Linked DNA regions of Mus musculus: regions 1, 2, 3, 4, 6 and 7 are each linked to region 5. The links are chromatin contacts, called in public promoter capture Hi-C maps. All regions are on one chromosome and are shown on one strand. The core of a region is the stretch at or near the end of the contact, and the rest is flanking DNA. Distances in the headings are between cores, read along the strand shown. Region 1 overlaps Tcf12 (transcription factor 12). Region 2 overlaps Cgnl1 (cingulin-like 1). Region 3 overlaps Cgnl1 (cingulin-like 1). Region 4 has its middle 55 kb from the start of Cgnl1. Region 5 holds the start of Mns1 (meiosis-specific nuclear structural protein 1). Region 6 holds the start of Cgnl1 (cingulin-like 1). Region 7 holds the start of Polr2m (polymerase (RNA) II (DNA directed) polypeptide M).

Region 1 (2,825 bases), core at 167-2,666, 560 kb before region 5:
TCAGAGTCCTCAGTCCCCTTTTCTTCTCTAGTTACTAGCAGTTTAAGCCTGGTTATGACCTTCCTATGTTTACAGACCCTGGTGAATGACTCCTGAACCGACTCTCACTGTCCCCTGCCTCACACTGGCTGCTGGCTTCATCACTTGACAGGCTGAGTAGGTCACATCTCAACTCTGAGTCACTACTCTGCTTTCTTTCCTCTTCTCTTCTTTATTTTGGCTGTGCTCCCCCTTTTCTTTGCCCCCCCTTTCTCTCTCTACACACCAGTATTCACAATTCTCAGTTTCTGGGATAAATATGCATCATTTTCACACTGTTTTAAATCTGTGTATGCATGTGTGTGGAGGCCAGAGGACAATCTCAGGCGTTGTTCCCTAGGAGTTGTCCACCCTATTTTTGAGACAGGATCTCTCACTGGCCTGACTCTCTAGCTGGCCAAGCCCTGGGCATCCATTTGTTTGTTTTCCCGGTGTTGGGACTTTAATAAGTGATAAACTGCATGTGAAATTTGCTATAATAATTATCAGTAAAAAGATTCTTTAAATAACAGATTTTTACCTTAGTATTTAGTTAATGGGGATCAAAAAACAGAAACAAGAAAATGAAAGAGCTTGTTATAGACTTCACTCCAAATCTACAAAATGGCATAAACTTTGAGAACAATTATGTCTTGAGGTTCTATGATTGCTGAGAATTAATGTTAATGTTCTAGGCTATGTGTATCTCACACTTAGGTAGGCACAGGCTTTCTAGGGCGTGAATGGACTGCCAATTCTTCAGCTCTGCCCTTCCAATGAAGCAATCCCTAAGTATGTCAAATGCTGGTTAGAGTTCCTTTATGTGGAAGAAAGCAGAGTTTATACTTCTTACTCTCATAAAGAGAGGACATATGTGGGAGGAAGAGTGGCAGAGCAATACCGGTACACAGAAGCCTTTCTGATGGCAGATCACTTCACCAGCCTGTATCTCTGCAGGCTCATTCCATCACCAAAACAACTGAATCACATTATTTCATAAAAATCGTGATTTCTTTAGAAATCCTAAATATCAGACTTTTTTGGCAAAGACCATTCTAAATGAAGATTTTTCTCTCTATTTTCTGGTGTTTAAGGAAGAAAAATTAGTGTTTATTGAATATTGGTGTTTAAGGAAGAAAAAAGTCACGTTAAAAACGGAGGTGGTAGTGGCTAGAGTTTGGGGCAGGAACAAAGTCAGAGCTCATTTTACATGCAGCCCACAGGCACTCATAGTTAAATGGCCAATGATGAATAACTCCCAGTACCTTCTGCCAGACTTAAACGGTAATATTCCTCATTTTACTGCAACAAATGAGGCTCCTCCTCCTATCAGTCATGGTCTATTCCAATCAGTAGGGTGCCAATAAAGCCAGAGGCTAATGAAAGGAGCTTCAGACAAACAGAAACAATGGAGAGCTCCAGGCCCAACCCTGGAAGGCAGAGTCCAAGGTTTTAAACACTGAAGCTTTTGGACATTTCAGTTAATCTTTATTATGCTAATGTTATTGAGTCTAAGGAACAAAGAAACTTATTTCATGAATTACTTCTAAACATCAACTTCCCTGGATTTTCTTTTCTTTTGTTAGGGACTACTGACCATTTAACTATCTAGATTAAAACGCACACATTCTCCCTCTCTTCTTCCCTCCCTGGCTCATAGAAATCAAAACATAAATTATCACAAAGAAGTCTGATATAATCAACAAAGTTAAACAGTCTTCTCGTTTGATCTCTTCTAAATTAAAGACTGAATGTTTTGATATGGTATTAGGCCCTGAAATAAACCAGATGTTTCTTCCTGCATATAACTCTCCATGGGCACAGTCTTAAAGGGTGATTGTCTGGCAAATGTTCAGGGACACACAGATTTTTCCTTTCCTTCTATCTACCCACGTCTATTATCTAAACTAGTGCACAATCCATAGGGCTTTGGGGACTTTGTGTAAATACCTTCATGTACAATTCTCTTTCTTGCTATCCTGAGATTAAGACCACAATTATCCAGGCTTAAACCTAAAATAAAAGAACCTTTGCAAACGCATTATCTGGCCTTACATGTTTAATCACGCAGCATTCTGCGTGTTCTTTAAAACCTAAACTGAAGAACAAAGGTTGTACCCTCTGGTGTTTCACACATGAAAGACCTTCTAAAGCAACTAGGGAACTAGAATTAACTTCTAATGACAACAGTGGTATTTTCCCATCAAAAATAGATGCTATTATTATATTAGAGACACCACATTCTAACCATTTGTAATACTTAACATAAAATTCTGATATGCATTCAGATTCGCACATGTAATCCTCCCTAAGTTTCTTTCTCTCATTTCTCCTAATTCTTCCAATTACTGTTTTTGTTTTTTAGTATATTTTAAAAACTAAACATTATTAATGTGAATGTGAGTCTGTAAGGAAAGCTGAAGAAACAATGCTGTTGGAGAAGTAGGGGGAGGCTGAAGGGACAGGAAGTGTGCACATGAGGGTCTGCAGTGATGGACCAGATGGAATGTATCACTCTCAACTATGACAGAAATGATTTATGGAATGACCTGGCTGTTCCCGCTTAGTAACAACACAGGATGACAGAGATGAGTTTCCATGACAACCAAAGCCCACCCACTAGCTAGATTAAACATTTCTTCCTGGCCTCCACTCATAGTAAATCTGGACTTTTTTCTCCAAATGCCATCCTAGTTTCTCTAGCATGCTGTTCATAATATGGAAGGAAAATCAAGGATGCCAGAGTAACTAAAGGAAGCTTGAAAGACCACTGAGAACATTACAAAGTTCTGTGTGTTTATACCATA
Region 2 (2,700 bases), core at 148-2,647, 780 kb before region 5:
ACATTTTAAGATTATCTGAGATAATGCTCAAATTCAAGTTTATGGATTCCCATCTGTTCCAAACACTGTGACTCCACGTGAAAAGGCTAGGATATGCATTCTATGTTTAGGGATATCCTACTGCTGTTTGCTGAATCTGATATAAGAGGTATCATATAGCTATTAATTTTTAAAATATTTTTTTTCCTTAAAAGAAGGCTTTTAGAGCTGGAGAGTCGGCTTAGCAGTTAAGAACACTGACTGTTCTTCCAGAGGTCCTGAGTTCAATTCCCAGCAACCACATGGTGACTCATGACCATCTGTAAAGGGATCAGATGCCCTCTTCTGTGTTTGAAGACAGTGACAGTGTAGCATATTCACAAATATTAAAAGAGAGAGAGAGACGCTCTTGGTGCTTATCCCCTCCTCCCCCGAGGCATCTGTGTGCTGAGACAGCAGACAGGGAAAGCCCCGTCACTTCTGAGGCTGCTCTGTAGTTACTATGCTCTCACGGCTCTGAGAACCTTCCTCCTGTCTCCTTCATCCCTGGGAGCTTAGTGAACCTTGGGTTTTGATCTTAGTCATGTAGTCAAAGGCTCTGCATCCACTAACAGGTAATGATCCCCAAGCTCAAGGCCACCATTGTAGATCCACCTACTCTGGCTCTCAGAATCACCTATCTGGTGATTCCCCACCCTCCACCCCACCCTGCACACGCAAATTTTATTCCACTATTAGGGTTTGTATTGTTAGCATCATCTCTGAGGCTTCCAAGTGCCTCACTCAACATTGCTCCCAGAGGGAGCTGCAGAGGGGACCCAGGGACCTGGCTCAGTGGGTACAGTACCTGCTGTACAGGCATGAGGATCTGAGCTCAGATCCCTAGCACCCAAGGAAAAGCCAGGTGTTGTGATGTCTGAGTGTGACTCCTGCTCAGCACTACAGGAGAGAACTTAGGAAAACCAGCCTTGTGCACTTAGAACTCTGAACCATGGCTCCAAGTTTGACTCACTTCCTGTTTGCTGTCCCCCACCAGACCCTGCAAACCAGTGGGTTCCCCACCATAAACCTCAACAGCCTCCTGGAGCCAGCCCTTTGCCTGTCACCTTCCCCAAAACTCACCCCGAGGATATTTGGGCAGCATTTTAAAAACCTGAGAGAGGAGGACAGAAAGAAGGGACACTGAGGCCACTGTGCAAAGGTCAACTTACAGATCTAACGCTGGCTTTGACTACAGTGGACTTCGAATAATCTTCCTGACATCCAAATGGGAAAATCTCGTTTTCTACGAACCTCCTGGTTTTGAAGACAGATAGCTATCTGGTCTCAAGGAAATGACTTCTTCCTGCCTCTTTCCATAGCCGTTTTTGAAGGAGTGACATCATGGTATGGAATGTGTTTGCCCAAGGGAGAAGGGAAATTGGCTTCTGCAGAGAGGCCACTCCATGCCACCTGAGAGACAAGTCCTGCTAGCCTTCGTACACAGTTTGTATTTTATCTCTGCAAAACTGCCGAGAATTTTCCCACCAAGGGTTTCTCTCAGCCTTGGCACAGTGACATTTAGACCAGAAAAGTTCATGGTTGTAGGGCTGGCCTGTGCTTTCTACGATGCTCAGAGTAGACCTGCAGTATCTTCCCACTGTGACAATTTAAACCTCTCTGGAGATTACCAACTGTCCCCTACCTCTGAGTCACCAGTCTAGATGGGCCATCTGAAACTCAGGGTGGCTATGCAGGTGAAAGGCACTCCCTGAAAGGACAGGCCCCATGACCATGTCTACCTACATGACTGAGGAAGGGAAAGCTGGGGCTTACCCGAGCTTGCTCCAGCTCCTTCTCCAGCGCCCTTCTGGCACATGTGGCTTCTTTTTCTTCCTTTCTGGCATGCACAAGGGCTTCCTCCAGCTGCTGTACTTCACTCTACAATGAAACAGATAGGTCAAAAGATGTAAGGTCAAGAGATGGCCATGGTCATGGTGTGCCTGTCATGGGATAAAGATGATAAGGAACGGCTGGGTGCCTGGGTGTATCCCCCTCTGGAGTCCCACTTTTATGTACATGTGACTTTCTGGATTACTTTGGTGTCTTGTTTTGTTTTCCATTAATACAAGTACCCACGCTTTACCCCTAGGTATGCAGAAACTCCACCTAGGGCAAGGCCGTGCTGTAGAAGGCATGCAGGTGCCCAGGATGGCCCTCTGCCACTCAGCTGCCGTTTCTCACCACCTCTTTTCCTAACTGCTTCCTACTTTAAAGCCTGGGCAAACCAGATAACTGGTTTGCTAAAATCTCCAAAAATATCAGCTATGTGTTAAAGAAAAGATGTCTTTAGTGAGTCAGCCTACTGGAGGTGTGACAATGGCCTCTGCAGGTGTTGGGAGGTTCCCCAGTGAGCCTCAGGGAGGTTAGTATATCTGATGCCTGAGTCTCTGGGAACTGTGTGGCCTAGGCCTATGCTTGCAGTTTACCTTGGCATCTTAACTAAATCCTGACTGCCTTCCCCACCTCTGAAATCACTTTCAGGAAGGAGGGCTATAAGCCACCAAACCCCAGCCAAGGCCCTCTTACCTCACACTTTCGGAGTGTCTCCTTTGCTTGGGCCTCGTCACCCTTCACATCCTCCATCTGCCTCTGTAGCTGGGCTGCCCTGCGCTCCAGCTCCGCAATCCTCCCCTGCAGCTTCTCATTCTCCTCCTTCAGCACTTTCTCACGCAGGTCAGC
Region 3 (2,766 bases), core at 213-2,712, 730 kb before region 5:
ACTTAAGTGGACCATGCTGCACGGATCCAATCAGATTACACCTTGCCATATCACACAGTAGTTTCCAGCAGGAAGACCAATAGGCACATACAGTTTCCAAAACTTCACTTCAATGCATGAAATCTTAATTATATCAAATAAAGAGGAAAGTGGTAACTAGGAGAAACTTAAACTATAAACAAGCATCCAGTAGAGAGAAATGTACCTCTCTAGAGACTACAGTCAAGGAAATCAAGGGGAAATCTGGCTACTTAGAATCACTAATTTCTAAACCTTCATGCAGTCAAGAGGGGCCATGTGACAAGGAACCAGCCATTTCACACCTACCGTGGGGCCTGTGAGATGGCTTAGCAGGTAAAGGTGCTAGCTTCCGAGTCCGGGCAGAGTCTGACCCTCAGCACTCAGTGCTAGAAGCAGAGAACTGACTCCCTCCCACAAGCTGTCCTCTAACCTCCACACCACAGGCAAAGACAAGGGCATGCCCATACCCACATCCATAAAAATAAAGAAACGCAATTTAAATAAACAAAACAAAACAAAAAATTTAGTGTATATGGAGGGCAAGTAAGGGAAGATCTAAAAAAGCTGGCACTTGATTGCATGAGAATAATATTATTTCTAAAAATAATAATAATTTTAAAAAAGACTATTCAAAGAGATCAAGATCAAAAGGTAGAAAGCCAGGAGCTCTGAGATGCTAACACTCATCCTCTGACATCACACATCTGGGGATGGGGAGCCGGCTCAGGGCGCTAGTTCAATCCCCAGAATAATGTACTTGCTTTAAAAAAGAAGAAAAAGAGCCGGGCATGGTGGCACATACCTTTAATCCTAGCACTTGGGAGGCAGAGGCAGGTGGATTTCTGAGTTCCAGGCCAACCTGGTCTACAAAGTGAGTTCCAGGACAGCCAGGGCTACAGAGAAACCCTGTCTTGAAAAACCACAAAAGAAGAAGAAGACGAAGATGAAGATGAAGAAGGAGGAGGAGGAGGAGGAGGAAAGAGGAAAGAAGGAAAGAAGGAAGAAGGAAAGAAGGAAGAAGGAAGAAAGACGAAGACGAAGACGAAGACGAAGAAGAAGAAGAAGTCAGGCTGAGTGGCAGGCGTATTCAATCCCAGCTTCAGAGATAGAGATAGGTAACCTAGTTGGCCTGCTTGGCAACTTTTGAGATTTGTCTCAGATATCAAGGTAGGGCTGACATTTGAGAAATGAGGTTTTCCTCTTGAACCCACATGTATACTCACACACACACAGACACACAGGCACACACAGACACACACACACACACACACACGCATGCACGCACATTCATTCAATCTGTTTCTCTGTCTCTCATATCTTCCTGCCTCTCTCTCTCTCTTGCTCGCTTGCTCGATCGATCGATCGCTCTCGCTGTATGGCTGCCTGTCTATCTGTCTCAATCATGCCCAGGTCACACAGCTGATAAACATTAGAGCAGAGGGCGTGGCCTGGACAGGACCTAGTGCCTTCTTTTCCCCATGGAGTGACCACAGACCTGACCACAAACCACCCAGAAAGCTGAACACTGACACTGTGTGTGGCCTAAGTGTTAGATGCAAGCAGTACAACAGAGTGCTGTCTGCTGGAAAAGGCTGGAAAGGTGCACTGCGGGTAAGGGACTCTGGGGGATTTCATCTCTTGAAACTAAAGCAAAGAAACTCAGCCACGACCTAAAACCGCAGGAAGGAAGAAGCTGGAGACAAAGGAAGTGCATCCTGTAGGAAGCTGCTATCTGCTGTAGCAGTGATCCTAACAGCAGGCTGCTGAGAGACGAGCACTGGGATGTCCCCCCACCCCCAGCTGCAAGCCCTGACCACAGAGAACTGCATCCCACATCCACCGCAGTCCTGTGAGCCAAAATGAAAAAAACTACGCCTGGCCCATGCCCATTGCTGGGGTAGAAGAAGGTTTTGTATTGTAGGAGTCTAACAGAATTCGGTCATTTTTTTTTTTCTGGTTCTGACAAGTTCTGTGGGTCATGACCCCTTTGAACAATCTTTTTACAGGGGTCACATATCAAACATCCTGTATCCTATATTTACATTACAATTCATAACAGTAGCAAATTACAGTTATGAAGTAGCAATGAAAATAATCTTATAATGGGGGGGTGGTCACTACAACATGAGGAGCGGTATTAAAGGTCACGGCTTTAGGAAGGTGGAGAGCCACTGCTTTAACCAATGGCCTAGAAAGTGCAAGGTGGCTGGAGAGAGCCACGGCATTGCTCAGCCACTTGTATTAGAATCCAGGTAATGTTAGACGAATCACAGTGTATGTTTATTTTAGGAGTGCCCAGGCTCCAACTCTCTCCAAGGTTTTGGAGCTGAGCATTTCAGAGACGCTGAAGGCCCGGAAGGCCAGGAGCAAGACACAGCAGCCTCTATGGGACAGGGCCACCTCTCAGCTCTGCAGACTCATCAATGACATCTGTCCACCAGAAAACCCCCTGGACAGGTGTTGCATGTTAGACTTGAGGCCACTTGAATGGACAGAAAAAGGGCCAAACACTAGTTCTAAGATTGTTTTTGTATTCCAGCTAAGAAATGGGTCTCATGGGCCAATGGGCCGGCTCAGCAAGTGGAGGTGCTTGCCGCCAAGTTTGGTGGTCTGAGTTCAATCCCTGAGACTCACAAGGTGGAAGGAGAGAACCAACTTCTAAAAGTTATCTTTTGACCCCCACACATGAGCACTTGTACATGTACACACACACACACACACACACACACACACACACACACATGC
Region 4 (2,700 bases), core at 77-2,576, 610 kb before region 5:
CCATGTTGAAAACTCCCATCCTGGAGAGAAACTTGTTGCGCTCCAGGTAGTTCTAGGTGGGATTTGAGTAACTCACAAGGCTCAGGAAGTCTCTGAAGCTTATTAGATTTACAAGGCCCCTCCCTCCTCAACCTTAGAGAAAGAATAAGGACTGCCAGGGATAGGAGACTCTGACCTGTCCTGCAGCATGCAAGTCAGGCAGACACTTCCAGGGTTGTCTGTCATGTCCTTGCACAGCTTGGGTTTTAGGGAAATCAAGAAATAGCTGACTGGGGCCAAGCAGACTGGACTCTCTGATGGAGAAGCCTCAGCACCCTAGAAATTAGTCTGTTTATTTTGGTGAACAAGGAGGTGGGGCTTATGGTGCACAGCTGGACAAGGAGACAGGTTTAGCTCTAAACTTGGTAGAAGCAGGCTCTGTAAGGGAATAGTCTTCAGGCTATAAACATGGTGGGTTGTGGGGGAAGCTATGTAGACACTTTCTTCATGCACCATTAATTGACATTAGCACTTGGACAAGAGAAAAACTTTGCCAGCCCTCTGAGCCTCATGAGGGGAAGACTTTGCCACTCCCATAGGGCTGAAGAGTTGGGATCCTCGACGTGGCCGTTCCCATGCCAACAACACTTCAAGACTTCACTTGCTCCACACAATTCAGATTTGGGAGTTTTCAGCCATATGGTATGGGCTTTTAGCAGTGAAGCAACTTTTGAGTGACCCATGTGTGGTCCCTGTAAATGACCAATAGGCTAATTGTTGGACTTGGTTGGTATCCTTACTTTGGTCTGCTTTTGGTTGGAGAACAGACATTTGTTAACATCTTCCCACAAATAGTGTCACATAACACCCTCCCCTCCGGTCTCTTCACTAGTCCGGATGCCAAGCTCTCTCCCTCACATGCCTCTTTCCTGTGACTCTCAGCCTGGACCAGCTCCTGGCTGGCTAGCACTGGAGCCCCCTGTGTAAACACCTGCAAAGTGATGGAGCCGTGCTTCTGACTGCCTGGGAGTGGGAGTCCGGAGCACAAGCTGTTTGCTCTCGTAGGACAGAGCGCTGGGGTCCCCATGCCTCTGCTGTTCCCGTCCGCTGTGGGACAGATTGCCCAGTGGGTCCTGAGTGGCATTTGGGTTTTGCAGTTGCTCTGGGGTTGTTGCCAGGACAAGGCTTCTGCCCAATCCCCCAAGTGACGCACTTCCAAGGCTTTTAAAAATAGAAATCCGAAAGCTGTTTCATTGCCAAGACACTGCAAGGTTCTGGCTCCCGAAGCCAAGGCCAAGCTGGAAACTCAGCCTTGAAGCTTTGAGCGGAAAGTGAGTTCCTCTTGCTTTGCCTCAGATGCTCTGTGAGCACCATCGCCTCCTGACTGAGTCATGTGCTGGGCAGTGGTCACCAGCAGAGGCCAGCTGTCAGTGCTATAATTACCATGACGATGGAGGTTACCTCCCCATCCCTCCTGACTAATAAGCCCAGCACACTGGGCGGAGGCTGTAAGGGGAGTGTGGAACCTGGGTGCTGGACCATGAGTGTCTGATGGAGTCAGGGCCACTGTGTTCCTGCATTTTTATATTTGCAAATCAGACATCAGAACCCCAAGCTGCCATAGGTCCAGACAGGTTTTGAGTGATTTTAAGAGGCTCTGATGAAGAAAGATATACTGGCTGCATTTGAGTCAGCTCCACACAAGTTAGAGTCATCAGAGAGGAAGGAGCCTCAGTTGAGGAAATGCCCCCATGAGATCCAGTTGTAAGGCATTTTCTCAGTGACCAATGAAGGTGGGCCCAGTGTGTGATAGGTGGTGCCATCTCTGGGCTGGTGGTCCTGGGTTCTATATGAAAGCAAGCAAGCCGGGGGAAGCAAGGCAGTAAACAGCATCCCTCCATGACCTCTGCGTCAGCTCTTGACTTAGGTTGCTGCCCTGCTGAGTTCCTGTCCTGACTTCCTTCAACAATGAAAAACAGTGTGTAAGCCAGATAAACCCTTGTCTCCTCAACTAGTTTTTTTGGTCATGGTGTTCTATGCAATAGAAATTCTAACTCAAAAGTTCATGTATTATTTTCTTTGGGGGTTGTTTTTGCCCAAATTTGTTTTCATACAGATATATACATATATCTGCATACACAGTGACAAATACCCAATCTTTATCCAGTAGAACCCCGCCATACTCAGATATCCTGGAGATGTTCCCGAAAGCCTAGGTATGACAGTCTTCACACACACTCACTAGGGAGCACTCTAATCAGATAAGTTCATGTGGATCCAGAACTCGATGTACCTCTCCATCAGCACTTCATCCTGCATAGACTACTCTGCCAACTTTTTGTCCACCTGCTCATGGATATCCAGGCTCTTAGAGACACATTGGTCCAAGAGCACAGACTTGCCTTTGATCGGCTCTGCTTCCTTGCAGTGGGGAGCCGCGCATGTCTGGTGGCAGGCCCTGGTCATTCTATTGCATTATCTCCACCAGTATCTCTATCATCTATTATCTCCACCATCTCCCCTGTGGCCAGCTACTGGGCTCTGAGTAGATCCATGTCAACCCAACTCTGTGGAGAGAATAGCCTTCTGGTCTCTAGTCCACAGTCTGGGACAGGTTCCAGCTCACACCGTGTCTCTAGCTCTGGATTAGTAGGATAACGTTTTTCAGGTACCCAAATAGACAGAGTGGAACAGGGAGGAAACATCTTTCTGGATTTTTAA
Region 5 (2,700 bases), core at 96-2,595:
CAGCTCCAGTAACCTACCTCCAGGAATTTCTAACTCCAGTTCTAGGGGAGCTGATAACATCTTCTGGTCTTTGTGGGCATCAGGCACATAATGGCGCATAGACACTTTATTTACGTAAAGTTAAATCTCAAAAAGTTCTTAAGAAAAAAAGATAAAGTATGATTGTGAAAACACGTAGAGTCTTTAACAATGTTGATTTCACAGAAACTGTAAGCAGATTGGTGATGACAGGGGCTAGGGCAGGGGGAAATGGCGAAGGGCTAGACTGCAGTTAGCAAAATATAGTCAGAAGTACAGGGGTGCACAGCCAGGTGGGGGTGTAGGATGGTAATATGCTGTACATTACAAAAAAAAACCACACAGAGGAAAAGATTGTTTAACCCTAAAGAAATATTTTGATGTTTACTGATTTAAATATTATACAATGCACCAGGATGTTCCATGATATTCCACAAGACACAATTTTTGGTTTTAATGTATTAGCTAAAATTTAAAGTTACACAAACCACATTCTTAGTAGAGTTCCAAGGGATTGTTAGCTGCATCCTAAGTCCAAGAATGCTTTGCATTATATGCTTTGCCCCACAGTCAGTTTCATATATGATTTATTTTTGGTTTTTTGTTTTTTTTGAGACAGAGTTTCTCTGTATAGACCTGGCTGTCCTGGCTCTGTAGACCAGGCTGGCCTCGATCTCAGAAATCTGCCTGCCAAGTGCTGGGATTAAAGGCGTGCGGTGACTATTATCATTATTGTTACTAATGAATATGGGGGGGGGGGTCTAGACCACAGTGGGTGGTGCCATCCCTCGGCACGTGGTCCTGGCCTTAGAGAGCACTGGGATTGCAAGTATGCATCCACACCTGTTCCGTTCCGTTTTCACGTGCTCTCCAGTCTCACACTCCGCTAGCGATCCAGTGGCTTCTGTTCCAGGTAAGTAAATAGGTCTCGTCCGTGTCTCTAAGTTCTCAAAATATTTCATCTCTAAAATGAGTGTATCAGGGATGGAGCAATGGCTCGGTAGGGGGCCCTGCTGCTCTTTTGGAGGGCCCAGCACCCACGTTAGGCAACTTGCTACCGACTGAGGATGGTAGAGGGGCACCATCCCTCAGTCCACTGCAGTGACAAGTCCGAGCTTATTGGGGTTCCTTGGGGCTTTAGCTGGGCTCCAGACCGCAGAGATTAGCTCCCTTCGGATGTAAACGGCTCCCGCTAGGGCAAAGCGTCCGAACTTCGCGCTTTTGGCTTGGTCCTATGGAAGGAGCGCTCCTGCCTGGCAACGAAGACTCTCCGTGCTGATTGGATATTGTGCCAGCCAATGGGAGGCCGCGTCCCTCTTGGGCGGGCGGTGCATTTTTGGCGGTTGCCGGGACACAGCTTAAACTTAACCCAGCGTGCACAGGTATCCGCTGCCGTGGCTGCTGCTCCGGAAGACGCGTTTGCAACTGAGGCAGAGACCCATCCTGCCGGAGGAGGAGGTTTAAAGCCAACCGAGATGGTAAGCAGCTCGGAGGCCGGGGGAAGGGTCGGTCAGGGACTTTCAAACTGTTTATTTGTAGTCTTGAGCTCTCTGAAATACAATTTGAAGTGCGTAATCCGAGAGGTCAGTGAGAAACTTCGATTTGCTTACTAGAAGGTTCTGGGTTTTTTTTTTTTTTTTTTTCCAGGAACACTCCAGGCATTTCTGCACCTTTCCCCCTCTCATCGAAATAGATACATCTTTAAATCTGCTCTGTTGTGGGTGGGGGGAAAGGCAACTCTCTGGTGGTAAAGCTGCAGCTGGAGAGCATCCGCATCGCACTCACTGACGCTGTTGAATTTTAATTTAACTTTTCCTGCTTCCACTACAAAACAGGGACTATTAGTAGTACTCAATCAGTACGCCGTTAAGTTTACATTATCATATTTAAATATTAATTAGTATATCCTGAATTAAAGCCAAAGACCTTTTATACTGTTACCTATTTTATAGTGTTTATTATAGGGATTTTCAGCAGTATCTTTTTGAAAGAAGAATATTGAATTCTGTGTATTTCCCTTTCCCCCTCGCACTTGTAGGCGACCAAAAAGAGAGCTTTGAGCTTTAGTGAAAAGCATCAGAAGTTAGTAGATGAAAAATTCCGCAAATCATTGAACATACAAGTCATGAATAAGTTAGAGAGGCAAGCCAAGAACCAAGTGGTGCAAAATGAAAACGACGAGAAGGTGGAACGCCAGAGGTTCCTCAGAGTGCTGCAGAATGAGCAGTTTGAGCTCGACATGGAAGAAGCCATCCAAAAAGTAAGTTGCAATGTCCTTGTTAGTTTTCTTTCCTTGGAAAAGGTGAAAGATGGCTGTCAGCCCTGCCTGGAGTTGAGGAAATACAGAGAGCTGGGAACTGACTGAATCCTTTGGAGTCCTGGTTATTTTAGCTGAAGAACGTGGTGTCAGTTGGTCAGTTTGCATGCTTTTAACAACGAGCAAATCGAAAGACTTTAGAATAGCATTTGGCAAGAATATCCATTTTTGTTTTTAAACATAAGCATGAAATCCGTAATTGTTAACATCACAGTTTTGTTTATGTGAGTGCAACCGTGTTGCCTTCTCTACATTTCTAATAAGAAATTTAAGAAATTCCTTCCTTTCTAAAAATTCATGACGTTAAACATAGACACTATTAAAGTGGTAGGAGATGGACATATGTGTGAGATGTACACTTACTC
Region 6 (2,700 bases), core at 131-2,630, 670 kb before region 5:
TTATTCTATCAAGGAACATACACATGGCTGCTCCTGAGGACGCGAGCACACATCAAAAATAACTAACTCACAAATGAAACCCTTCAGGGTCTCTCCACTCCCAGGAAAATCCCCACGTTTATGTAACACAAGTGCTTTTGTGTCTGTACACACGTGCCTGTGTAAGGAGGAGGTCTACAAAAGCTCACCAAATCCTAAGTGTTCTCTTCATCTGAGACACTTTTCCGAATCACTTGGTTTTCCCTGACAGGACTATATAACCTTGACTCTGGCAATGACTTCAGAATTTAATGCCCACACTCCAACCTCCTAAATAGAAAGTGCCCCCGGAAATATTTACTGTAAATAGAATTAGGAACAAAGAGAACTTTTATTTTTTAAATGGCACCACCTGCGGTCTAAGGTTAGCAGGCTGCGTCCACAGGCTCCCCTGGTGGAGAGGTGGGTCAGGAGCCTGAGCGCTCTGCTCTTCCAAACTTGGCTGCACCCAGAACCACCCGGGGTCGCTTTTTAAAAGTTCCCACCGCCGACTACCCCCAGACCCCTGGAGTAGAGATGTACCCAGGGTGGGGGTGGGGGGCGCGAGGAAGGTGAGAATCTTTTCATTGGTTTTGATTTAAATCTCACCAGGTGTGTAGCCCACTCTGCAAGCCAAGTCCTCTTTAAAAGAACTCCTACAGTATTTTGAGCAGGGTACTCGGCGTTGGAAGGGTTCTTGGGGTAAAAGGGCACGCACACAGTAAATATACAAAGTTCTTAAAAAAAAAAAAAAAAGTCTCTGTAAGTCCAACACCACAGCCAGGCACCTACCTTGAAGCCAAACGGTGATGCAACTTGGAAAAGTCCCTCAGAAAGCGAAAAAAGTGCTCTCGTGGTTTAAGGGCTTTCGGGGTGACCTGCCTGGACAGTGCAGTGGCACGCGGGGCCAGGACAGCGGAGCGGCCACCAGCCTGTTCTAAGGAATGGCTTAAAGAGCACTGAGATCAAACACTGCAGGGAAGGGTTGGGAGTGCGGTGCTCCGTGGGGCTCGCCCGCAGCTGTCACTAGAGCCCTGTACAGGCTCGCCACCAACTGTCCGACTCGTCTGCAGTACTGGGCTCAGCGTAGGAGGCAGGAGCGCACCTCCAGCCCCGGGACTGCAGCCGCGGCGCCCGGATCCCACGACCGACGCTGAGGCTGAGCACTGCGCAAAGCTGCAGGAGCTCGAGCCTGTCGAGTTCCCGGGCACCGTCTGGGCTCCGGGGTCCCGCGCACACCCTCCGGGCTCCCGCTCGGAGCTCACTTACCGCCTCTGCCTCCAGGGTCCCGCTCCGGCAGCTGCCCGCAGAGCCGGGCCGGAGAGCAGCGGCCGCCGCGTCGCCAGGAGGCCGCGCCAGCCCCGCCCCGCCCTGCAGTCGCCCGCCCTCCCGGGAGGAGGAGCAGGCGGGTCTGCGTCCGGACCCTCCCAGCGACCCAGGACCCGGCGGACCGAGGACTGCGGCCCCTCGCGGACAGTCCCGGGCGATCCCTGAAACCCTGCCCCATCTGCGCCCTGAGACCTCCCTGCGCCCATACCAGCACCCCGTTCCCACCCGCAGCCACTCTCTTCTCTCTCTCAGCACCCCCTTACAACCCCTCCTCCAGGAAACTTTCCCTATTCCGCAATCCCACCCCAGATCTCAGTTTCCCCCCATTCTTCCACTCAGCCTTGTTCTGTCACCTAGAAGCAAATCACAAAAGGCACGAAGTGACAAAGTGACGTCTATAAGCTAAAGCTGGGCCTAGCTCTGAGGTCACCTGGCTCCTGGTAGCAGCACAGACATTAGAGACAAACTCTCAGGCCCTAGTTTAGTTAGTTTTCCAGGGAAGGTGGCATTACATTGCCAACTGGGAAGGCCAGGGTGTCATTTCCAAGTTCAGTTTCCTCCATTGTAAAGTGAGCGAGGCACTCACTCAACGGCTTGTTATTCCTGAAGAAAGGACTGCAGAAATGGCATGTGTCTTACAGTATTTTAATAAGTAAATGTTTACTGACAAACATGTTGAATAAAATCAACACTCAAAAATTCAGTCACTCAAAACAGTAACGTGAAAAGATTTCAAAAAGTAATAGTGATTATTTTGTAGGAAAACTGCAACAGCAATAGAAGAAAAGTTGCACAGTGATGAAACGTGCTTGTATTTATTTACAGAGCTGGAGAAATGGCTCAGAAGTTAAGATCTGTTTCTGTTCTATAAGATCTGGTTCAATTCCCAGCACCATCAAGACAGCTCCCAAAACCTTTGTTAACTTCAGTGCCAGGAGGATCTAGTGCCATCTTCTGGCCTCCTCGGGTACTGCATATATGTGGCGCACAGGTATACATGCAGGCAAAACTTGAAAAAAAAATATTTTCAAGTGATCTTTAAAAAGAAGACAAAGGAGGAAGCTATTCTCCCTGGACCCCTTTGGAAACAGTGGGTCTACCAGGCATGCTCCACGCCTAGTCAGCCGAGTATAGTTATGAATGCAACCTTTGTCCCTCCTCCCAACAAAAAGAAAGTAGTAAGCCTACTTAAAACATTGCACGTTTTTGTGAAACTTGATTGCTTAGTTCTCAAGTCTGGGCTTTGTAGATGATAAAACTGCATGAACAGTGTTCTCAACGGGACTGCTTGCCAGTGCAAAGACATCTGGGTTTTGGGTATATCTGGAATTAGGCAAACTGTAAGGGAGGCTG
Region 7 (2,770 bases), core at 17-2,516, 950 kb before region 5:
AAAAGTCAAAATACCTACCTGTTTCTAGTAGGAACCCCTCCTGCCAAATGGTCATTGGCTCCTTTCCCTCAGTGACAAAAATTCCCTTTCTGGTTCTTTTCCTTGGTTATATAACAAACAGGAGAAGGGGGCTAAACCTTGGGTCCTCTATTTTTCCTGATACATTTATTCCCACGTTTTCAACAGTATTAATGCCTCTCTGCAACTGAGTTCCTCTCGGTTTTTTTCAGCCTTCTCTCTCTTGTGCCTAATACTCATTCCTCTGGGTTTTAATCGGTTGGCTTTTAATTAACTAAATGCCTGCAATTACTCCCTCAACTGAATACGCCCAAAATAAAAAATTAACCTAAAATCCATCCCTCTCTCCCAATTTTCCCATTATTCTTTGTTGCTCCCCAGAAACTTCAACCACCTGTTAACTATTAATATATATTTGTCTCCAAATTATTACACCAGTTCCCCCAATCCCTCGATTGCCTTCATGGTCCATTTTTCCCTCCTTGCTGAAAAAAAAACCTCTCAGAAAATATCCTTTTGGCGTCTTCCTTCAATCCTGTTCCTAAACAAAGCTGCCTTTAGGCAATCAGCTATCATCTTCTCCCCACTACGCATGAACCAAACTTTCCAGCCCGCTCTCCAAATCTATGGTTGGGGAAAGAGTGGGGCTTCAGATAGAGAGAAGGAAATCCCACACGTTCCGATCAAGAGGCTTTGGTACCGGAGCTCGTTCAAAGCTGTAGTGCGAACATGAAATCGAGCAGGCGCGGCTGCCGAGTGAGGGCCGGGCAGCATGGAGCCATGCCCGCGCACAGGACAGGCCTGGCTCGGGAGGCCTGGCCACGCAAGGTCACCTTCGCGCGCCAGGCCGCGGGGCGGGGCGGGAGACCAAGTCCCCGGATCCCGATCCCTGAGAGCCTGTTCCCTGATCCCGATCCCCCGCAACCGCGACCCCAGGGCCACCGCTTACTCGTTGCGCAAAAGTCTCTCCTGGCGCCTCAACCTCTCCCGCAGCTCCGCCGAACTCTGCCGCCCCAAGTCCTCGGGAGCTGGGGGCTCGAAGCCGCGGGGCAGCGAGAACATTGCGCACGGGCTGCGGCTGGCGCGGCGGGCAGGGATCCCCGGCGGGGCCCACGGCGGGCGCTGGCTCCGCGGCCGGCGGCGACTCTGGAGCGCGAGCGGGAGTCGCCATTTTCCCGGAAGAGCACGGCTTCTCCGAGCCGAAGGGAGCTTTATTGAAATGCCGGAAACGGACAGGCCAGGACGAGGGGACGCCCGAGGAAGCGTGCAGGGGCGGAAGTTACATCACCGCCAAGGCGTCTGGGTTTGGCGGGCTTTCTCTGGATGGGCCTTTTGCTTTCCCGGCTTTTCGCCTGTGCACTGGGAAATATAGGACACTCAAGTCAAAGACTTACAAACTCACTTCTAATAAGTAAAATATGACGAAAGTAATAGAGCGTCGCATCTACGATTAAGCAATCAAAGTTTTGGACAAAAAATTTACAGGGATTCCTGAATGGACATTAATCACAGTTAAAATAAATAACGGGGTTATAATGATGGCTCAGTGGCTAAGAGGGCATACTGCTTTTGCAGTATGCCAGAGTTTGGGTACCAGTGCCCCTGTTGGGTAGCTTACAAATGCCTTTAGACTGCAGCTCCAGGGCACTTCACAAACTCTGGCTTCTCCAGACACCTGCGCACAAACACACACACATTAACATAATTTAGTCTTCAAAAAATAACAAGTGACCAATATAGCTAGCTATAATAAAATGCATATTAGAAACAATATAGTCAGGTATGGTCGTGCATGCCTTTAAGTCTGGCTGACTGAGTTCAAGGCCAGCCTGATCTACATAGTGAATTCGAGGTTGCAAAGTGACTCTGTCTCAAACAAAACAAGATTTGAATATTTGAGCAAGTCAGAATATCAGGAATTAGAAAGGTCGACCATGTCAACTGTTGGAAATAATGAAGAGCGACTGAGATTCCTACAGACTGCTAATGGGGGAGCAGAGGATGCAAAATAGTACAGCGTCTTTGGCAAGTAGTTGGACAGTTTCTGATTCGGGCTTTGCTGCCCTGCCCCTTTTTTATTGCTAGGCAGTATTGCATTGTGAGTTGTGTGTTTATGCTGAAGGATATTTGAGTTGTTTTCAGTTCTTAATGATCACAGATCAAGTCACTGTCAACATTTTTAATAGATGTTCATGTCAACATAAACTCTCATTTCTCTTAAGAGTGGGCTTATTAAGCCATATTAACAAAGGGAATAGAAAGGAAGAACGGCTCCACTCTTGACTTCCACGGCCTGAGAAATTCCTCTAATCTTTTAGGGATTTCAAACCAGGGTTTGTAACTTTGATGCTGAAAATATTCAGGACTAGGAGAATAGGAGTCTAATAAAAAATATTTTCATACAGGCCTAAGTATGAGTGTTCAGAGATATAAAAGTGCTCAAATGGAACATATACCCAGAGATGGGCATGGGCTTCTCAGGGAGAGTCACATTTCATTGTTTTTATAACACTTATACCTGATGGACTTCGAAACAATTATCTTTGAAGCATTGCTAAGAGATCTAAGAGACCACAGCATGTAGTTAGTTCTGGACAGTTAGGTTTCAGGAAGCCCATATATCAGATATGAACTCATTTTGGAAGATAGAAGAATTTTTGGTGATTAGATAAAAGCCAATATTCTTCAAGAACTTGTGAGGTGTTTTTACCATCCCCAGAAGGAGTCCTCCCTACAGCTGATCTTCCTACTT

What was found. Promoter capture Hi-C pulls out the DNA fragments that hold promoters and counts their contacts.
Region 1: a contact with region 5 is called in a promoter capture Hi-C map of embryonic stem cells, with 2.7 times the contacts expected there. The contact joins the enhancer-like site here to the promoter of Mns1 in region 5. A contact is called at or near these places in 8 of 39 promoter capture datasets (the 3T3-L1 cell line, cranial neural crest, embryonic stem cells and 3 more), 3 of 115 datasets of contacts at active chromatin or transcription factors (double positive thymocytes, embryonic stem cells and thymocytes) and 1 of 9 other capture datasets (embryonic stem cells).
Region 2: a contact with region 5 is called in a promoter capture Hi-C map of pre-B cells, with 5 times the contacts expected there. The contact joins the enhancer-like site here to the promoter of Mns1 in region 5. A contact is called at or near these places in 9 of 39 promoter capture datasets (the 3T3-L1 cell line, the C10 cell line, embryonic stem cells and 3 more), 1 of 115 datasets of contacts at active chromatin or transcription factors (T-cell acute lymphoblastic leukemia) and 2 of 9 other capture datasets (embryonic stem cells and macrophages).
Region 3: a promoter capture Hi-C map of liver shows a contact between it and region 5, with 3 times the contacts expected there. The contact joins the enhancer-like site here to the promoter of Mns1 in region 5. A contact is called at or near these places in 4 of 39 promoter capture datasets (the 3T3-L1 cell line, hippocampal neurons and liver).
Region 4: a promoter capture Hi-C map of the 3T3-L1 cell line shows a contact between it and region 5, with 13 times the contacts expected there. The contact joins the enhancer-like site here to the promoter of Mns1 in region 5. A contact is called at or near these places in 17 of 39 promoter capture datasets (the 3T3-L1 cell line, 3T3-L1-derived adipocytes, the C10 cell line and 10 more), 1 of 15 datasets of contacts at CTCF or cohesin (large pre-B cells), 3 of 484 Hi-C or Micro-C datasets (bone marrow-derived macrophages, embryonic stem cells and muscle stem cells), 5 of 115 datasets of contacts at active chromatin or transcription factors (T-cell acute lymphoblastic leukemia, embryonic stem cells, fibro-adipogenic progenitors and 2 more) and 4 of 9 other capture datasets (adipose tissue, embryonic stem cells, liver and 1 more).
Region 6: a contact with region 5 is called in a promoter capture Hi-C map of hippocampal neurons, with 3 times the contacts expected there. The contact joins the promoter of Cgnl1 here to the promoter of Mns1 in region 5. A contact is called at or near these places in 4 of 39 promoter capture datasets (the 3T3-L1 cell line, cranial neural crest, embryonic stem cells and 1 more) and 1 of 115 datasets of contacts at active chromatin or transcription factors (stem cell-derived neural progenitor cells).
Region 7: a promoter capture Hi-C map of embryonic stem cells shows a contact between it and region 5, with 2.1 times the contacts expected there. The contact joins the promoter of Polr2m here to the promoter of Mns1 in region 5. A contact is called at or near these places in 2 of 39 promoter capture datasets (embryonic stem cells and liver), 3 of 115 datasets of contacts at active chromatin or transcription factors (bone marrow-derived macrophages, large pre-B cells and memory CD8 T cells) and 2 of 9 other capture datasets (adipose tissue and macrophages).

Annotation. Positions count from the first base shown.
Region 1 is chr9:71,878,250-71,881,074 of GRCm38.p6, forward strand. All of the region lies in intron 12 of Tcf12 (transcription factor 12), which reads right to left. Among named protein-coding and RNA genes, the nearest start is that of Cgnl1, 110 kb to the left of the region's middle. Within about 2 kb of position 1,417, at least 62 of the 459 cell types and tissues checked have an H3K27ac peak or open chromatin away from gene starts, as enhancers often do. A contact at or near this core is called in embryonic stem cells, where this site is marked.
Region 2 is chr9:71,653,499-71,656,198 of GRCm38.p6, forward strand. It overlaps Cgnl1 (cingulin-like 1), which reads right to left. Exons shown (of 19, transcript NM_026599.5): 9 at 2,548-2,700; 10 at 1,795-1,899. Among named protein-coding and RNA genes, the nearest start is that of Myzap, 62 kb to the left of the region's middle. Within about 2 kb of position 1,398, at least 9 of the 459 cell types and tissues checked have an H3K27ac peak or open chromatin away from gene starts, as enhancers often do.
Region 3 is chr9:71,709,524-71,712,289 of GRCm38.p6, forward strand. The region is part of intron 7 of Cgnl1 (cingulin-like 1); the gene reads right to left. Among named protein-coding and RNA genes, the nearest start is that of Gm51713, 55 kb to the right of the region's middle. Within about 2 kb of position 1,463, at least 17 of the 459 cell types and tissues checked have an H3K27ac peak or open chromatin away from gene starts, as enhancers often do. A contact at or near this core is called in liver, where this site is marked.
Region 4 is chr9:71,825,030-71,827,729 of GRCm38.p6, forward strand. No RefSeq gene overlaps it. Among named protein-coding and RNA genes, the nearest start is that of Cgnl1, 55 kb to the left of the region's middle. Within about 2 kb of position 1,327, at least 74 of the 459 cell types and tissues checked have an H3K27ac peak or open chromatin away from gene starts, as enhancers often do. A contact at or near this core is called in adipose tissue, hippocampal neurons, muscle stem cells and 1 more, where this site is marked.
Region 5 is chr9:72,437,184-72,439,883 of GRCm38.p6, forward strand. Mns1 (meiosis-specific nuclear structural protein 1) reads left to right here and starts at 1,346. Exons shown (of 10, transcript NM_008613.3): 1 at 1,346-1,496; 2 at 2,057-2,278. The coding sequence starts at 1,494.
Region 6 is chr9:71,770,222-71,772,921 of GRCm38.p6, forward strand. Cgnl1 (cingulin-like 1) reads right to left here and starts at 1,381. Exons shown (of 19, transcript NM_026599.5): 1 at 1,288-1,381.
Region 7 is chr9:71,484,717-71,487,486 of GRCm38.p6, forward strand. It overlaps Polr2m (polymerase (RNA) II (DNA directed) polypeptide M), which reads right to left and starts at 1,267. Exons shown (of 4, transcript NM_178602.3): 1 at 968-1,267. The coding sequence starts at 1,080.